Regions from separate parts of the Mus musculus genome. Here region 1 is linked to region 2. Evidence: chromatin contacts called from public HiChIP or PLAC-seq data. All regions are on one chromosome and are shown on one strand. Each heading gives the region's core, a stretch centred on a gene start, on an enhancer-like site or on the middle of the called end of the contact. The rest is flanking DNA. Distances are from core to core; before and after follow the strand shown.

Region 1 (3,334 bases), core at 216-2,715, 760 kb after region 2:
TTTTGATTATTTGTCCTCAAGAAATTGAACTTAATTCTTGACTGAGTGGCTAAGAAAGTCCATATGTGTCTAGAGCAGACGTCATTGAGGCAAGATGAGAAAAGGACTATGTAGGAACAGGATCTGGAAAGGGGAGCTTCCTGACCTGTTCTTGCCCAAGAGCAAGGGTAATGAGGAAAGCTGAGGGTCCATGTTTAATCAGTCCAGTATATGGAGGGGTGGAGAGCAGTTGGTGTGATGGTGTCAACTTGAAACAAGCTAGAGTCACTTGAGAGGAGGGAGCCTCAATTGGAAAAAAAAAAATGCCTCAATAAGATTGGCAACCTTAAAAAAAAGATTGGCAACCTTATAGGACATTTTCTGATTGATGAGGGGGCACCCTATTGTGCATGGTACCACCCCTGCAGCATGTAGTACCAAGATATGTAAGAAATTGAGCTGGGCAATGCATGAAGAGCAAGCCTGTAAGCAGTATTTCTCCTCCATGGTCTCTACTTGAATTCTCATCCCCAGGTTCCTGGTTGCTTGAGTTACTACTTTGATTTCCCTCACTAAGTGACTATTACCAGGAAGTGTAATTATTAAAGAACCCCCCAACCCCCAGTTTATTTTGGTCATGGTCTTTATCACAGCAATAGAAAGATAGGTGGCCAGTACCACACAAGAGACAAATCCATGGTGATATTTTGTGACTTGTGAGTTTCTGCAAGGTTAGAGGCCATGACAATTGGGAGTCTTGCTATGCTTGGCAGTTAGAGTATTGGGGGAAAGATGAAGTGCAATGGGTGGTTCTGTTTGGTTTAATTTGAAAAGCAATGAGTTCTAGCTACTGGGAACTCAAAGTGGCAGCTGTGTATCACTCACCTGCCACCCGACGTTAGTAAATCTCCCTCACACTTTGCACCCTTCCTCTACATGAACAAGTTTATCAGAGGTTGTTCCCTACCCCCCCCATTACATTAGCATCTAGTTCTGCCAGGCTGTGCATCCATTCATTCCACTGAAAGGCAGGCAGGCAAGTGAGGTCCTAACTGAGAGCACCTGCTCATGTCCCACCTCTCCAGGTAGGAGTCAAGGTACATAAAGAAACTGCAAAGATTAGTGCTACCTGGCATTCTCTCTAGCAGCTGTGTGTTCTTGAGCAAGCCACACCCCTGTGGTAGGGTCACAGTTAGTGTACATTGTGAGCCTATTAGACCAAAGCAAATCAAACCTTCTCAGTAGCACAAACATCCCATAATTTATTGATTCTCCCATTCACACTTCCACTTTACCCTTATTTCACTTTCTTCCTTTTCCCTCCCTTTGTGACCCATCGTCTACCATGTGGTTAAGGCTGGCAGTGACCCGTGGCCCATTCCAAACACAGTATTTTGCCAAACTAGACTCAAGAGAGAACTCCTGCTAGCTGCTGCCACCTCCTGCTGCCTCCTGGTGCCAATCAGCAGTAGCAGCAGTATTTGCAGGACATTTTTAGAATGAGCCCTGGGCAGAGGAATGGGATTGCATAATAGCTTTGCTTTAATGAAGGAGAGAAGGGGGTGGAAGCAAGGGGAAACTTGGCACAGATGCCAGGTTTTAATGAATTGTTGAACAGAACTCTCAGTGTGGAGAGTGGGGATAAGATACTGAGCAGTGCTAATGCTTCATTTGCTGCTGAACTGTATCATGAAACACTTGGTGCAAAAATGGGGTTGATTGTTTTGACGGCATAAACTAGTTGGTAAAGTTAAACAGCCAATCAAGACAGTTAGCAGTTACTCGTGTGTGTGTGTGTGTGTGTGTGTGTGTGTGTGTGTGTGTGTGTGTGTGTGTCATTTGCTTGCTCAGCAACTGGTTATTTTCCTCAACTGTGTGAAGAAATGATGTATAGAGGTACCTTCTAAGTCTCTTTAAATGTTATTGCCACCCAGATTTCATCAATTAAAAGTCTGTTCTCTCTCCTCTGATAATGCTATCTCACTCCCATAAAGTTGTCTGGGCACCTTTGTCATCCATATTTTCTTTCTTCCTTGCAATAGTGGCATTTATAACATGATTTCTCTTTTACTGATCCACAACAAACCTCAGGAAAGAATCCATCTCCAGTTCACACCTGCCCCTGCACTATGGCATGTTAGAAAGCTTGGAACACGGTGAACATGTTAAAGAATGAAGGAGTGGATGAAATGTTCCATGTTGGCACAGTATTAACCCTTCAGGAAATTTCTGCATGGCTAATTAATCACTTACTTGGAAGGATTTGTAACACTGAGTAGAAGGTAAATGTTCAAGGCTTACTTTGTTCAAGCTCTGATCTAGGTTCTAAGGCTATTTTTAATGAATAAAGGAGAGAAGGCTGACTCCCACAGGACATAAGTGCTCCCTCACAACTGATTTAATAAGCATCAAAACTATACCAATGAGCCAGATATAGTGGCACAAGTTTATAAACCTAGCACTTGGGAGGCCTAAACAAGAGAACCACAAGTTCAAGGTCAGAGTGGACTACACAGCAAGACCTTTTCGCAAACAAATGAGCAAATTATCCTCTGCTGGAAAACCTGTAGATCTGTGAGAACATGGATTATATCATATGACTCCAGATAATAACATCAGCAATCACAGTACTTCTCAAAAGTCTCCTGAAAAACTTACCTAACCTTTCTGAGTTAGGCCTGAACCTATCACTCAATTCCATTCCACTACAGATGTTTGACATCAACCAGGTAAAGATACTGAAGCCTGAGAACCAATGTGGATGTGTACTATTTAATCAAGCAGCTAGGATGACTATGGGACATATCTCATGGAAGACATCAATTCACCTCATGCCAATCATGGAAAGAGCAGAATATTAAAACTCCAATAATGGATGGAACTTGTCTGTGGACACTATGTATAAATAAAAGAATCAGAAATTAAACCATTTTCAATAAGGCTTAATTATTAAACCTGCAAAAGAAAAAGGTGTTACTTTGATGATTAAAAAGAATTTGTTAAACTTCCATCCTTCAGTTTTTACATTAAGGACATTAGTCTTAAGAAGCATATATTAATATAAATCTTTAAAATACAAGCTTTAAAGAGAATTTTTAATAATGGAAATATGCTTTTGATGGAGCACATAGACTAGACATCAGTTTCTGAGGAAAGTTCTTGAAATGTTATAGTATTACCAGTAAATATGAATATGACTTACCATAAGATAGCCAAAATATATGCACATTGGCTTCCAGTGACCGGCTTGTTCACACACATAACCTGAATACCAATAAGGTAGGGGTTATTTTAGGGTTTAAAGGAAGTGTTTTGTGGGTCTGTCCAGAAGCTGGCCCATTTAAGGCACTCACAG
Region 2 (3,376 bases), core at 850-3,349:
TGGTTCTTCTGGAGAGAGGCAGGCAAGAAGGAAATGAAATGATCAGTGCAGCAGCCCAGACAAGAGAATAGTCTAGACTAAGTTCTACGCAGTAGGCTGGAAAAACATGAGCATCTGAGAAAGTTGTCTTGGAGACTTGTATGAATAGGTGGAAAGTGGGTGCCAGAGACCATTATATTTCTAGGTTTGTCAAGGATGTCTCTAATCAAATAGGCTTCTCGGAGTTAGAAGACATTGAGTAGAGTGGGGGTTGAAAATGACTGCTATTATGCCTGGCTTACTATCCTAGCATTTGTCAGTGACAGGTGTCACTAATGATCTCCCACAGGGACTGCAGCTCAGCCATGTAAACCTGTGCAGAAGGCTTTCTGGTTGGTTGGAGTTAACAATAATAATTAGGCTTATTTGCTATCATTGTTAGACAAATCAATGTCTTTTCTTGACCTTTCACCTGCTTGTTTAATTTGATGCTGTCCTGAGAGAGAGGATTTTTCATGACCTTATGTGCCCAAGTAGGTGTGATATAACAGAAGGAGCCCGCAATGGGGGTAGACAGAACAGTTACCTTGCCTGGAGAACAAAAACTCAGTGTTGGTGAGCCAGGGCCAGAGGACAGACACGCCAGCAGGAAGAAACTATTTGAATGTAAATACATGACATAGTCCAAACAGGAGAGAAGAGAGACTATCTGTGGGCCACTTGGAGCTGAAAGATGGCCCAACAATACTGAGTAGGAACTGAGGAAGGTCATTGTTTAGTTTTATGTGTCTACTGAACAGGCTTATTTGATGGCTCTAGGCCATGTGCCAATGGAAAAGCTAGCACACAGTCTACTGACCTGATTCTGGGTTAATAAGGTTCCTATTTGTCATTATTTCATTTCTCATATTTGACTGTTATTCCAGAGCCCATATAAGCATGCTGACCCCTGTTTTAGATTCCAGTCCCTTCTTATGCACTTCTCCTTCTCTCTCATTCTTGGCCAATTAGCACAATGAGGTTCTGTCACTTTCTTAAGAAAATACACAATCAGTACCTCCCTTGCTCTTTAGAGAGAGAGAGAGAGAGAGAGAGAGAGAGAGAGAGAGTTTTTGTGTGTGTGTGTGTATGTGTGTGTGTGTGTGTGTGCATGCATGCACATACTTAAATATGTGTGGGTGAAAACATGTGTATGGTGTGTGCCTGCATGGTACATATATGGAGGTTAAAGGATAACTTTAGGTGTTGGTCCTCAGATACCTTCTCTGTGAGACTGGATCTTTCCCTCTCTCATTGGTCTGGAACTTTATCACATAGTTCTCCATATCTGGAGCACATGCTTCTATAGATCTTCTCATCTTTGTTTCTCACTTACCCATGCTTGGGGCAGGTACTTGGCACTGTGCCTGGCCTTCCAGATTGATGCAGAAGATCCAAACTCAGATTTTCCTGTTTTCGAGCAGGACTAAGCAAGCTCGCTGCTTTCAAGGGAAGTGCTTCATGGACTAAGCAAGCTCAGTGGTGCCTAATCACAATCTTGAGTAGGGTATGGCAAGGCTGTGCTAGCCTCCAGAGTCCTGTCTGTCCTTCAGGGTACTTCTTGAAAGTCATTTAATTCCCTTTCCTTCAGGAAATTTAGGTACTTTTGCCCTGCTGTATAGTTACTTCTATCTCTTGCCTTCCCTTTTTCAATGCTCACTATATGTGCTAGGCTGTCTATTTCGCTACCATGATTCCATATGGACTGAAGATGTTGATAGTGTCTTCGTTGTTCACTTAGGGATCCCTGACAACATCCTCAATGCTTGAAAGTAGCAGGTGCTAAGTAAATAGATATTTTCTGAATGAACTCACGAACAATATCTTTGTAAGGATTCTAGGTGGAAGGGGCTCCTGAATGCACCCTTAGGGTAGAATGTTCACAAAATGTTTGCTAAATAGTCTTTAAGTTAAAACACTCATTGGATCCTCACTTGACATCACACCATCAGTGCTTTCTGGGGTATCTTGAATGTAGCATTTTCATAGAAAAACTCTCCAGCACGCAGACTTGCCAGGCTCTAGCCATTTGTGCTTCTGGCAACTTTCCCAGGTCTTCCCTCTGTAAAGCATTTTCTGCAAGACGATGGGAGTTTGCCTGGAGTCTGCGTATAAAAGCCCATTTTCAGCACTTTTGTTTCCCTTGGATTTGTTCACTGCTTGGGAAACATCATTCAGATCCCTGAAAGCACAAACTGAAAGAAAATAGGCAAGTTTACCCTTTATTACAATTCTCGGCTCCTGCTGAGGCCCAATATAGAGTTTTCTGGCTTTAGAGATTTTAAGTAAAAGGATCTTTCCTGGAGCCAGACTGTGGCCCTGGATAGAGTCTATGTCCACATTCTCCATCTATTTTCTTCCCTGGGTTTTTCCATTTGCATTAAAAGAAACCCTGGTAGGATTCAAAATCTATGAAGCAGCTGCCTTCTGGATTCCCTGCTTGGTTCTCCATTTGTGTCTCCAAAATGGTTTCATGCCCATCAGTTGCTACAGTTCCTCTGAGAAGAAGTCAAAGGTGAAATAGTGAGTAATTGGAGATCTTTAGTTCATGCAAGTGTTCATATCAGGAAAGGAGAAGGAGAAGGACAGCACTGTGGCACAGGCAGCTCCTCTGAGTTTCCATGCAGCTACAAGCCCAAGTGGCTTTGGAAAACCCTCACCTCTCTCTGGTTCTCACAACCCCAGGGACTCCCTTGGACTCCTCTTAGCTCTACTGCAGCCAAAGAGTTCTAAACTACAGCCAGCATCCAGGAACCAAGAGAAATTTGCTCCGGGGTTTCGGGCAATGTGGAAGACAACATGCAACATTTCACATCCACTTTGTTCACATCCACTGCTTCCTGAAACTTCCCATCCATTAGAGTTGCTGGTGTCATCTCATTTGCACAAAAAGATACTGAGGATCAAAGGGTTTAAATCAGGCAATGCAATGTCATGGATTTGGATCTAGGTGTGGTGGTCTATGTCTATAATGCCCGCACTTGGGAAGCTAAATCAATGCGTTCAAGCCTAGTCTAGGCTACAGAGCTAATATTTAAACAAAAACAAAACAAATCAAACAAACAAAAACCCCAAATAGTAACAAAGGGTCATTTGGGAAGTATACAGCAAAGATATACACAGAGGTTCTTTTACTAGCTAAAACTTAGCTCACAATCCACACATTTAATCACCTATTTACAAAGTCAGAACGTTGGTGGCTGTGGTGGTCTGAATGAAAATGGCCTCCACAGACTTACATGGAATGGTATTACTGGAGGTGTGGCCTTGTTAGAGGAAGTGTGTCACTTGGGGGCTGGGAAATCTTAGGGTTTCAGAAGCTCAAGCTAGGCCAGAGGCTCAAGGTGGTCTCTTCCTG

The links. HiChIP or PLAC-seq counts read pairs in DNA pulled down with a chosen protein or histone mark.
Region 1: a contact with region 2 is called in an H3K27ac HiChIP or PLAC-seq map of oligodendrocyte precursor cells, with 48 times the contacts expected there. The contact joins two enhancer-like sites. A contact is called at or near these places in 3 of 115 datasets of contacts at active chromatin or transcription factors (astrocytes, neural progenitor cells and oligodendrocyte precursor cells).

What each region holds. Positions count from the first base shown.
Region 1 is chr15:65,591,781-65,595,114 of GRCm38.p6, forward strand. No RefSeq gene overlaps it. Among named protein-coding and RNA genes, the nearest start is that of Gm23907, 100 kb to the right of the region's middle. Within about 2 kb of position 1,466, at least 24 of the 459 cell types and tissues checked have an H3K27ac peak or open chromatin away from gene starts, as enhancers often do. A contact at or near this core is called in oligodendrocyte precursor cells, where this site is marked.
Region 2 is chr15:64,829,807-64,833,182 of GRCm38.p6, forward strand. All of the region lies in intron 2 of Adcy8 (adenylate cyclase 8), which reads right to left. Among named protein-coding and RNA genes, the nearest start is that of Gm30752, 33 kb to the left of the region's middle. Within about 2 kb of position 2,100, at least 39 of the 459 cell types and tissues checked have an H3K27ac peak or open chromatin away from gene starts, as enhancers often do. A contact at or near this core is called in oligodendrocyte precursor cells, where this site is marked.